Regions from separate parts of the Sus scrofa genome. Here region 1 is linked to region 2. The links are chromatin contacts, called in public Hi-C maps. All regions are on one chromosome and are shown on one strand. The core of a region is the stretch at or near the end of the contact, and the rest is flanking DNA. Distances in the headings are between cores, read along the strand shown. Region 1 overlaps EXT1 (exostosin-1). Region 2 overlaps EXT1 (exostosin-1).

Region 1 (6,099 bases), core at 1,394-3,893, 70 kb before region 2:
ATTGGGGATTTGCAGAATCATCTGAGTGAGAATGAGAGTTTGAGATCTTTATCTCCCAACGATACACTGACCTGGCTCTTAAATACTCAACAAAACATTAGCGTCCTTAGACAACATTTAAAATTCAGGCGTATCCGCCCTTCCAGTTCCAAGTTGGAGTAGAGTTGTCTTCCACTGGGGAATAATTTGTCTCTATTAATTGAGAACAAATGTGCATGGGTGTTTTAATTACACAGTAAATTAGGAGAATTTAAGATGCAGAATATGTGGAAGCCAAGAATTCAAAACCAGCAACTCAAAAACCTAAGTAGATTAAACAGGGAAAACATCTCAGCCATACGAGTGCCAGCAGGTCCCAAGATAAAGATGGAGAAAAACAAGATCAAGACCAATTATTTGGGTTTTACTAAAGCTTCTTTCACGCGGAACAATTCTGATTTATGGTTATAAGCCATTGTTGGCTGGAATGGCAGGTGGAAGAAGCCATATTCATCAGAGGGTTACTTCAAGATGTCTGGCTTCAAGTGACTCCTTTTATGCCTCCAGTGAAGAATAAATACGGAGGGTTTCTTAAGTGAATTTAAGTGTTAGAGAACACTCTTAGCAAGTATTCAGCCCAGGTCCTTGGAACCCTGCGAGTGTATGCAAAAAGATACGATCACAAGCTTCCACAGGGAAAGCATCTAGAAGTTCCCTCAGCTTCTCACTGCAGCCCACAATCCACAGACGTAGCTATTCCAAACTGCTTCTTGAGCAGTGGGGACATTTGGTGACTTTGTTCCCTGTCATTTAAGAGTAACCCAAGTCACCTTCTCATGAAGTGCTATTGCTTCTTTGTTTTAGGCGAGGAAGGTTAGAATGATTTTCCTCCCAACCCCACTGAGGCTGCCACAACACTTTCAACCAAATTTGGTGCTTCTCAGGAAGGCCAACTGGTTTGTTACTGGTCTAGAGCATTATTCTCTCGCCCCTCTTACCAGATATATATTTAGATATATCTTTTCATTTTTTAAATTGCCCTGGGCATCTGAGTGTTTTGTAAGCTCCCTTAAATTATTTTTGGAAGCAGGTGGGCCTCCCCGAGCTCTCAGAGAGCTGGTTGATTGATTGCTGGGTGAGGGAGATGGAGGATATAGGTATTCCCTCAACTATCACGGGGGACAGAAAAATCACCTCCAGGAGTTCCCATCCTGGCTCAGTGGTTAACGAATCTGACTAGGAACCATGAGGTTGCAGGTTTGATCTCTGGCCTTGCTCAGTGGGTTAAGGATCCAGTGTTGTCGTGAGCTGTGGTGTAGGTCGCAGACACGGCTCGGATCCCGCATTGCTGTGGCTGTGGCGTAGGCCGGTGGCTACAGCTCCAATTCAACTCCTAGCCTGGGAACCTCCATATGACGCCGGTGCGGCCCTAGAAAAGACAAAAAAAAAAAAGAAAGAAAGAAAAGAAAAATCACCTCCAATTGTTCATTCTACTGATGGGTGGCTGGGAAAAGTCCTCTTCAAATGAGAGGCCTGGGGGGGTGGAATGGGGGCTTTGGTTGACCTCCGAAGTGGAACTAAGTTTCTGCCTTCCTAGCACAACTTAGGCTAATCACTCAGGTATAATTACTTACTCTCTCTTTGCTTCTAATAGGAAGGATTGTATTCTTGCTCTTTCTGGTTCATCTTCTCTCCCCCAGTAGATTTTTGAGCTCCTTAAGTATGAGCAGGCTTACTCCGTCTCTATCACAATTGTTCTTTGGGCAACGCTTCTCATGGGCCAAGCAAAATGCCGTTTAAGTTAATGATCAAGGCACAAACTACCTAGGAAACTTCTACCGTTTGCTTCGTGGAGGATCCTGCAAACACGAGGAGGTTTGTGGTGAACAAGTTATCACCCCCAGAAAGTTTCAGACCTCAGTGATGATGTATGCTCTCCGAAGACAATCGACTGTGACCACACTTGAGAGAAAAACATTCCCTTCTAAGTAGAGGCAATTGAGTTGAACTCATAGCAGCTGATTGCCGAAAATTATAAGATGCGGTTGTGTATTTTTCATATAAACATTATCTCAAAAGAAATCCAGAGAAAGTGTGACTCTGGATAAATGCCCACCATAATTTATGTGTTTAAGCCCTGAACTAACTGGTAGATCTCAAGGCCACTGAATACAGAGCCTTTTACCCCTCTATCACTGGCAAGCAAGTATATTTCCCCCTAAGAGTGGCTTATTTGCTAGTTTATGTGCATTAAGCATTTCTGTGTATAATTGTGCCTGCCTTTTCCTCTCCTGCAAATCCTCAGTAGAATTAATCACTTATTATGGTCCCTTTAAACAAGACAGAACAGATCTCTGATTAAAGCTTAGGAGCTTCCTTTATAACAGTTCTTGGCTCAGGTAGCCCATGTACTTTTCAAAAAGACGTCCCATAAATGTCCTAAAACTGGCTTCAGAGCCATCCATGGTGTCCTCTATGAAGAGCTCATGAAGCAGTGTGGAAGGAGGAAGGAGGAAGCATTATCCAGGAGGGGCCAGAAGGCAATTCCCTTTCATTCCCCAGTGTAAGTTTTACTTTCCCCAAAGAGGGTGGTGGAAACTCCCTCGGGACTGTGCCAAGTGGCATGAGGGCCAATGGCGAAGTCCACACGGGAACGAGAGACGTAAGTAATTAAGATGCCCAAGGCCTCCCACCCTGCCCTGGATCGATGCCTGTTTGCTGAGACAAGCTGCAGGCCCACGCCTCGTCCTCCTGCCAAGGCTCAGCTCTTTGTTGACAAAATTTCTCGTCTGCTTCCCGTATGATCCCGAGTTACGTGCCGGCTTCTGTGGGTTGTTCAAGTCCCTGGTTGTGTCTTTGCAGGCCCTGGCCTGTCTGTACCTTCCTCCCATGGGACCGGCTTCAGGCACAGGCCCCGGGGGTACTCAGGGTGCCAGGATTCAGCACCGCACAGCATTTAGGTACAGCTTTCCCGTGTCCTGGAGTTTTACGTTCCCTTTTACTGGTTCTTGCTCAGAGCCTTGATGTCCGGTAAAACATCACTACTGAGGTTTTAATGCCAAAGGGGAAACAGGAGCATCACGTGTGCCACACAGACAAGTCCAGGTTAAGACAGACTCCCTCTAAACCGCAGTCACACTTTTTAGCATTTGGTTACAATTTCCTCAAACGGATGTGAGAAACGTCTACATCAGCCAGCACATGGCAGGTATTCTGTGGTGCTAGAATCTAAAGTCCAGCATCTGAAAGAGCCTCAGGGTCCTCCAGATCCATTAAACTTGGCCCCCAATGTCCAAATGATCTCTGAGGGGAGCCTTGGAGTCCAGTTGGGGGTGGGGGTGCGGAACGTCCAGGGTCTCTAAGGGCCTACGTGGAGCTCGCAGAGGGAGGGCTGAGGATTTGATTAAGGGAAGGTGAGTGATACACAGGGATGGGACCTCTGCCATCCATTTCTCACCCAGCCAACCTGCTAGCTGCGTGACCTTAGTTTGTTGACCTCTCCAAGCCTCAGTTTCCTCATCAAGAACTTGGGGACAATGGACAGGATACTGTCTTTTAGAGCTCTCTGCCCTTTGGCCTGCAGAGAATGGCGATAGTTATTAAAAAGAAATCAGTAGTAATTGTTGTGCTTTGAATTGGGGGAGTAGGTTTAAACGTAGAAATAGTATCAGCAATAAAAATTGCCTGTCCTTCTAATATGTGTGTTCTTTCCTGGGAGGTATTCCAACCAGGATGTGAATTTTTTCCAACTTAAAAGTCGTGGAGTGGTTCTGCTGTACCACTGATTGTGTGTGCCATTTCTAAGCAGAAGCTGAAGGGCATCGTAGGTATAGCAGAGCAAGGCTGTCATCTAATGAATGCTCACTACTTCACTGTCATCAAGTGGGAAAGAAATACCAAATCAATAGTTTCAAAGAGGGAGTTCCCATCATGGCTCAGCAGAAATGAATCTGACTAGCATCCATGAGGACACAGGTTCAATTTCTGGCCTCACTCAGTGGGTTAAGGATTTGGCGTTGCCATGAGCTGTGCTATAGGTTGCAAACAAGGCGTGAACCTGGCGTGGCTGTGGCTGTGGCATAGGCCAGGGGCTACAGCTCTGATTTTATCCCTAGCCTGGAAAGCTTCATATGCCATGGGTGTAGCCCTAAAAAGACCAAAAAAAAAAAAAAAAAAAAAAAAAAAAGTTCCAAAGAGTAGAAAGAGGACAGTTGAAAGTAACCCAGTGCCAGGATCACATGCGGCTTCGGGGGCATTGTGCTCCCTGCATCATTTCCTTCCCTGGAAGAAAAGGTAGAATTGGAGGAAGATCAACTGATAAAAGCCACACCCCCAACTCCCTTTATGCATTACTTCTCCCTTATATCCCTTATATAGAAATGAAGGGAGTTTCTAAGAAGTGCACTTGGACCCAAGCAGCCAGGAGAGGGTGGGATGGTCACCTAGGCAATAGACAGTGGGGATGAGGCCATAGAGCTTGGTGAGGTTTGCTGGGGGCGCCCTCAGCATAGGCCCTGCATCCAGAGCAGGAAGGACACTCGGAAGACGAGGCCCAAAGAACCAGCCGAGTGTCCAAGGAGATGAGGATAGCGTACCCTAGTCACCCGCTTCCTGGCCCCAGCAGGTTATTTCAAACATTTAGAAACAAAATTCAGTATTACACATGTACTAAATATCAACAATAAAAATAAACGTCACTTGTCATTTTCCCTCTCAGATATGCCTGTTGATTGTGATCTCTGCCGGATACTTAGTCTGTAGGTGGGCTCGTGCACACACGTAGTTTCTTTCACAAGGCCTCACTCAGTGGGTTACTAACTGGCCTCACTGCTTCCTAACTTTTTTTACCCAACAGTCTACCATAGGCAGTTTTCCATTCCATTGAATAAAACTTCTGTAAACTTTTTTTGGTATGTGGCCATGTAGTACTTCTTGGCGTAGATGGGCTGTAATTTATCAAAGGACTTACCATTGGCCATTTGCTTGTTTGTAGTATGTGTTACTGTAACTGGTACTGTGCTTACAGTAAACATAGCCATTGCTTTCTTTTTCTTTTCTTTTTTTTCTTTTTTCTTTTTTCCCATCTTTTGCAGTGGTACCTGCTGCATTTGGGAGTTCCTAGGACAGGGGTTGAGTCGGAGCTATAGCTGCTGGCCTACATCACAGCTACAGCAACACCAGATCTGAGCCACATCGGTGACCTGTGCTACAATTAACCCACTGAGCAAGACCAGGGATCAAACCTGCATCCTCGTGGATACTAGCCAGGTTCTTAATCTGCTGAGCTGCAACGGGAACTCCAGCATAGCCATTTCTTTACATACCTCCTTGGCTGTTTCTCCACAGAAGACTTCCTGTTTCCAATTCTCTTTCTCATCAGTGGTTTTATAAGTGTCTCTTTGCCCCCACCCTTGCTGGTATCGGAAAAAAAATTCTTGCCAATTTGTTGGACCAAAATAATCCCTTGCCTTAATTTTTTTTTAATGATTTTTATTTTTTCCATCATAGCTGGTTTACAGTGTTCTGTCAATTTTCTACTGTACAGCAAGGTGACCCAGTCACACATACATATATTCATACTTTTTTTCTCACATTATCATGCTCCATCACAAGTGACTAGATATAGTTCCCAGGGCTATACAGCAGGATCTCATTGCTTATCCATTCCAAAGCTTAGCCTTAATTTTTTATGTCTGTGATTCCTAGTGAAGTTGTAAATCTTTTCCTGTATTTATTGACCATAGGCTTTTTTTTTTAACTCCCCTTTTCTGAAGGGCCTCCTGATGTCCTTTGCCAAATGTTCTATTATCATGCTTCTCTTTATTTCTTATTTTCTAAGAACTCTTTACATATTCAATCTGTCTTCTCACTGGTGGTCACACATTTTGGCAGAATTTTCTCATGACAAGGAGCTGATCTTCCAGGAAAGAGAATATCTTAGGCTAGTATGATCCTCTGCAAGCAGGAGGAAAAACAAAAACAAAAACAAAAACAAAAAACCAAGCACAGCAGATTCCTTGGTTCTTTAGAAATGGGAAGCCTTACTTTGGGGGCTCTGGAGGAATTGGTTGCCATGAAGAAGGTATCCTTCAATAATGTAGTTACATGTACTTAGCTGAT
Region 2 (6,062 bases), core at 1,377-3,876:
TAAAATGAAACATTATTTTGAAAATAGACATCATTCCCTGCTGTGCTGTCCTTCAGTCAGGGCCAATATTTCCAGGGGGTGGGGGAAGAAATAAAACTAAGTTTGTTTTATTTTAATTTCCAGACATGGTTTATGAGGGGGTATATGTTTCAGAGAATTGCCAACATTTCTGGTGATTGACTTCATCATACACTCAAGATCAGACTGTCTCCAAGGATCCTCCACTCTGGGCCCTGAGCTGCTCTTAGCCAAGCCCTGACTCGGGGATGATCCGATGGCTCGTCCTTCCCATCCTCTGGGTTGAAGAGACAAGCTGCTGTTTATGGGCAAGACCCAGGCTCTTCACCTCCTAGAATTTCTGTTGGAAGGCTGTGGATTGGCAGCTTGCATCCCTTTTCTTAAGTTCTTGCCCATTGTTCTGGATGTGGAGCCAGGCATGGACAGGTTGCTGGGTTCACAGAGCAGACGGAAGGCACAGGGCCTGGAGAAAAGATTTACGCACTGGGGTGGCGGCCTGCGGATGCTGGCAGGAGGTCCAGCCTGCCAGGTAGAACTCACACATCAGGGAACACAGAGTTGTGCAAAAAGTGAGATTTTTGGCAGGCCCTTGGCACCTTGGAGGACCTGCCGGCCCCAGGGCAGGTGAAGTGGAAGAAGTCTAGGAGCAAAGCTGTTGGGAGGGTGCTGGCCTATCTCCCATCAGCGTTAATGCAGTCTGACACTGGTGTCAGGCCCTGCTTCTTGGGCTAGGGTGTATGTTGGCAGGACTCTAGGATTTGCTCTGAAACATGTTTTCATTGTAAGAGACCACTTGGTAATGAGGATGTGTGGAAGGATATACATACTTTCTTCCTACCTCTATCGATTGACTCTCATCATCGACTAAAAGTTGACCAGAGGAAGCAGCTACATTGGCTTAAATGATTCCTAGCACCATACCTAAAAAATTGTGGCCCAGGGATGTGCTGATGTGCTGATGGCTTATGCTTCTATCACATGCTGCCTCTAAGGCTAGGAGTGGGGACCAGTCCCACCCATGCCAAAGGGGCTGGGTAGCTCCGCAGAGGGGAAAGGGATGCAGGGAAGGATGCAGCAGTCCTCTAGCGTTTGAACCCACAGGGATGCCTCATATGCTTGGGCTGAAATCCACCGTGGGCCATCTTCTATGAGGTGGTTCTCCCTAGACCTGGTCTAGGGAGAGCAACTTATTTGCCTAGAGAAGGGCGTGGGCAGAGGTGCTGCTGGCTAGTGGTGGTCCTTGGAGCCAAGTTCCTGAGCCTGGAAGATTAAGTATGGACTTGGTTTCTGAAAGACAGAAAAGTCCCATTATAGGAAGTAGAGACAAATACTTAAAAGGGCTAATGGCATTGGTTATATGCTGAATCCTTGGCTATTGAGCCCAAGCTTCTCTGGGCTTCTCTCTCAGAGATGGACTGGTTCTAGAACCTCAGGTAGAATTAAACTTGCAAGTGGGTGGTTGTGTGTTTCACCACGGGGCTTTGAAGATTGTCGGTAGAGGAGGCCAGCAAATAGATATGGTAGAGCTGACAAATTGGTTATTACGGGGTTGATTGGTTAATAGTGTGTTTATGTTCAAATGAACATACAGCCGCCCAATTAGCAAAGAGCTTTTTAAAAAATTGAAGCCAGGCGGGGAAGGGAAAAAAAAGAAAAGAAAAAGATATGTTTACAGGAAGTGGGTAGGTTTGAGGGAGGGTCTCTGAAGAGTGTTAAAGGTAAAACTCCAAGCCTTCCATCCAGCCAGCCATGGTGTTGGTGACTGAAAGTCATTATCATATGACCCTTTGCTGTCTGGTGGAGTGTTTGGAATGAGCTAGTTAATCCCATTCCAATTCTTAATGGGCAGGTAGCCAACTCATACAAAACACCTTGACAATCCATACTAATTGGTTTGTCTCCATGGAGCCACCAAATTGAATCTCCCATGGAGATGGACATTTTCCTCAACACCCCCCACTTCCCGTTTCAACTTTCCTCCTTCTCTCCCATCGTGTGCACGTGCGCACGCGTGTGCGCACATGCGCGCGCGCACACACACACACACACACAGAGCAATGGAATGATTTTGCATTTAAATAACATCATTTTTTCCACCCATCTTTCTGGCCTATAAATTTCCCCAAGGTTTCTTTTTAAAAGAGGAGTGGATTCGAGGTAAGGAAAGTAAACTGAATGCCCTTGGGACATTTTCAGGGTCATTTGTATTTTCAGAAGCGGTTTCATTGCCAAGTAGTAAGAAAAAAGTTATCTGTGAACAAAGCAAAAATGCACTTCATGTCTTGGAAGGCCACGGAAACAAATTCCTAGACACAGATTCATACAGCCTAGAAATAGTCTCAGAAAGATCTACCGACCCACAAAAAACTTCTGCCAGCCCGCAGAATCATTTCCAAGAATGGCTAATCATGTACTATTGAGAAATAACCCCCCCCCCAACAACGGATAAGAATATGGGTTTATGTAATGTTGATTGAAAGCCGGGTTTTGAATAAATGATTACCCCTTATACCTGAAAGTTGGCTTCCCTGAGCACCAGCCACCTCTGGTTATTTCTAAGGGGCAGTAGGATTGATAGCGTTCCCTCCATTGGGTAAATATTTGGTACATAGTTGGCTAGTTAGGCAAAGCCGTGGCCCTCGGTAGCAGTTAATTTTGAGCTCTGGAGCTGGACGGATCCTGGCCAGTGTGATCCTCACCCGTTGTATGACCTTGAACAATGACCGAACCTCCCTGGTCCCCCGTTTTTTCATCAGCCGTCTGTGCCATAGGGTCACTACTTAAATGAAAAGTATATTTTATTTATAATTGAATACCATGTTTTTAGTTGTCAGTTTTAAACGACTTAACTTTGGGGACATTTGGGATTTATATAAGGAAGGGAAACTTGTACGGAATGAAAAGCTGCAACACCCCCTTCCTTTATTAATGTGACATGGCCCACCCCTTCTGCCCACGCCCCCTCCCACTGAGGGTAAATTAAAGCAATATAACTCAGTGTAAACATTTGTCAGCCCAAATGCATTTCTAGACATTCGGTGTGTACAGGCACCTGGTTATTTACACGATTTATACGATTAATGCCATCAGCCCTAGATAGGCTGCATTTCGAATACCTGCTCCCTGCAAGCCTTGCTGTGCATTTTGACAGTCAGAAATAAATAACCTTACCTATAATTATCTCTGTCTGTAGACTGTGGTAGATAGGGAACAATGGGTATTTCATACTCCGTCCTCCTAGGGTCCAAAAGGGATGAAAGAAATAGAGGAAGTTTTCCTAACGAACAAGACAAAAGGAAGTCATTTCTGAGTAAGGCCATTAGATATTTTTCTTGCTCCGTAATCACAAAGCCTAGATACCACTGAAGGGAAAATGATCTGATAGGCTCCTCTTTATCACTGCTTGTGGATAAAGCGAGGTTTGATTTGAGCCTCCTGGGCTCCAGGAAAAGGCAGAGAAATAGGAAGTGAAATGGACAAGGGATTCCAGCGGGACTCAGCAAAGGCTTGCGTGGGACAGAGAAGTGCCAGCACCTCTCAGGCCGTTCATTCTGGCTCTCAGATGTCCGTTTGGGCTTTCGTCATGGCAGTTCATCTTTTATGCAGACAAATAGTGAATGCTAGAGGCATGAAAATTATAAAAGAACCCCCAGCTTCTTGTCTTTTGAAAGGTCCTTGTATCCTTGGAGAAGAGAGAGGGAAGTAGGAAACCTCTGCAGACGGCCCCAAAGAAAACCCACAGCGCTGTCCTCTGCGTTCGTGTGCACCAATTACTTGATCATGTCAAGGATGCTTGTAATTTGGGGAGAAGAAAAATATGTAAACCTGTTCCTTGGACTGGGAAAGAATGGAATTGTTTAAAACAGGTTTTATGGTCTTGCTTTAGGTTTGAAACATGTCCTTACGGATTTTTTTTTTTTTTTTCCTTTTTCAACATTTTGGTGGAATGGTGGCATATTTTCAGCATTACTCCTCCCTTTTGAGGGGATGGGTAGGTATGGAATTGTCTTGCTATTGTGTCAGTGTAGCAAAATCCTCTGCAACTGGTTGCCAGTGGAAGAGGTTGGAATAAATTGGTGCAGGCCCTGGCTGACTGGCAGCAGAAACTTTTTCCGCCACACGTATGACAACTTCATCTTCTGGAAAATTGTATCCAGGTAGTAAAGGCTGGCAGTGATTTATGCTGATTTGGCTTTGCGCTCCTTCCATGGGTATATGAAATACTGCCGGATGCTACAGACCTTCTTAAAGAACCCCAGCAGGTCCACGTCTTTCATCCTCCTTCCTCAGCCTGCATTCTTGACATGTCTGAAGTATGATTTGAGGGCCTGCGGGAGGAAGGAGCCGGGACCCGGAGCCATCTGGAGCCTGGGCGAGTAAGCACAGGATGAACATCTGTTTGAAACTTTGTGGAGCTGTCCAACGCCACTGATTTACAGCCCTTTGGGGAGCCTGGGTACAGAACCCAGACTCGAGAGGAAGCTGGCATCTGGCAGGACTTGGGGTACACAATTGTGCTTGATTACCAGGATAGGATAAGTCTGTCTGGCCTTATATTCATTGCCAAATTGTAGATTTCTTATTTGGGCCCTATGTCTCTGCCACCCAAACCAAAAAAAAAAAAAAAAAAAAACCCCAAAAAACCAAACTTATCATGCTCATATCAAAATATACATAGTCATACAGAATCATCATAATAAAATGATGCTTCTGAGAATTCTTATAGAAGCTGAGAGGATGCCCCTCTGATTCAGAGGACTAGGGGTTCCATCTAGGCTATGGCACGTAAGTAGCTATGTGACTGTGGGCAAGTCACTGAACCTCTTCGTGCTTCCGTTTCCTCATCTCGAAGGGTGTTAATAAACAATAACAGTGCTTACTTTTTAGGGTTATTTTGAGAAGTAAATGGAGATTATACACATAAGGGATTTCAAATAGCACCTGGAAAATTAAGCATTATGTAATTTTGTGTGTGTTCTTGCCCTGGAGGGTTTGAGCATGTACCACGTCCAGGGACCCCACTGCCCTATCAGAACAGTGACTTTGCTTGTATTGTTTACCATCCTTCTTCTGCTACCACTTCCCCCTCCACCACCACCCAGACTGGCTTGGTTTCCCTTGTTCCTTGAGCATGTCAGGAATGCTCCAGATTATTGGAGCTCTGCACAGACAGACCCAACTCCCCACCCCCTCTTTAGGAAGCTGCCTTCTCTTCAGCTCTCAGGCCCCGTCAAAGTTGCTTCTTCAAAGAGGGCTTCCCTGACCAGCATGCGTGACTCAGTCTTGACCTCCATAGTCATGCTAAGGCCCCCTGCTCTTTAGGTCCTATGAGGGTGTGTAGCTGCAAATGACCCTTTGCATTTCTTCAGGGTCTATATCCCGTGACAGGTGAAGAACTCCTAGGAGCACATCTCATTTCTGTTTGAACCCCTGTTGTAGAGCCAGTGTCCAGCCTGGCGAAGTGCCAGCCCATAGTAGGCACTCAGTAAGTATCTCTCCAGAGTAAGTGACTGGCTGGCTGATGTGCTTTATTGAGTTTATTCAAGGTGGGTTTCTTCTGAGCTGGCCCACCCTGATTCCCCCCTACACCCCCCATTCCACTCGTCTCCACCCCTTTTATTTATCTTGTAATGGAAGCGGAAGAGAAGTCAGGGAGATAATCAGATGCCTTTTAGAGCTGAGCCATGTTCTCCTTTGCTCTCTTTGGTATCCTTTTGCCCATCTGGTTGGGAGCTGAGGAGGAGGAAGCAGGACCTATTCTCCTTTCTGATCAGGCAAGTTCAGTGGGGACACTTGCCATGTGGATGTGCTCCATCTACTGGTTGCATCAGGTGGCTGCACCCTTAGTGCGTGCTAATGCCCCACACTGCTAATGCTCCCCAGCCAACCTCTTTAAAAGCAGCTGAGCCTGGAGATTCTATTACACATTATTATTCTGCCAGCAAGAGAATTAACACTAAAGCATGGTTTGCATGTGGAGCACACCTTTTGCATCTCTAGTGTCTAAATTTTCATCAGGGTTGCACACACTCTGTCGTGTGGGC

Evidence for each region. Hi-C and Micro-C count contacts between places; a contact is called where the count stands out from the background.
Region 1: a contact with region 2 is called in a Hi-C map of liver, with 2.2 times the contacts expected there. A contact is called at or near these places in 1 of 5 promoter capture datasets (liver), 16 of 47 Hi-C or Micro-C datasets (alveolar macrophages, embryonic fibroblasts, epiblast stem cells and 8 more) and 2 of 2 datasets of targeted methods (alveolar macrophages and skeletal muscle).

Annotation. Positions count from the first base shown.
Region 1 is chr4:20,803,043-20,809,141 of Sscrofa11.1, forward strand. All of the region lies in intron 1 of EXT1 (exostosin-1), which reads left to right. Among named protein-coding and RNA genes, the nearest start is that of EXT1, 160 kb to the left of the region's middle.
Region 2 is chr4:20,873,050-20,879,111 of Sscrofa11.1, forward strand. The region is part of intron 1 of EXT1 (exostosin-1); the gene reads left to right. Among named protein-coding and RNA genes, the nearest start is that of EXT1, 230 kb to the left of the region's middle.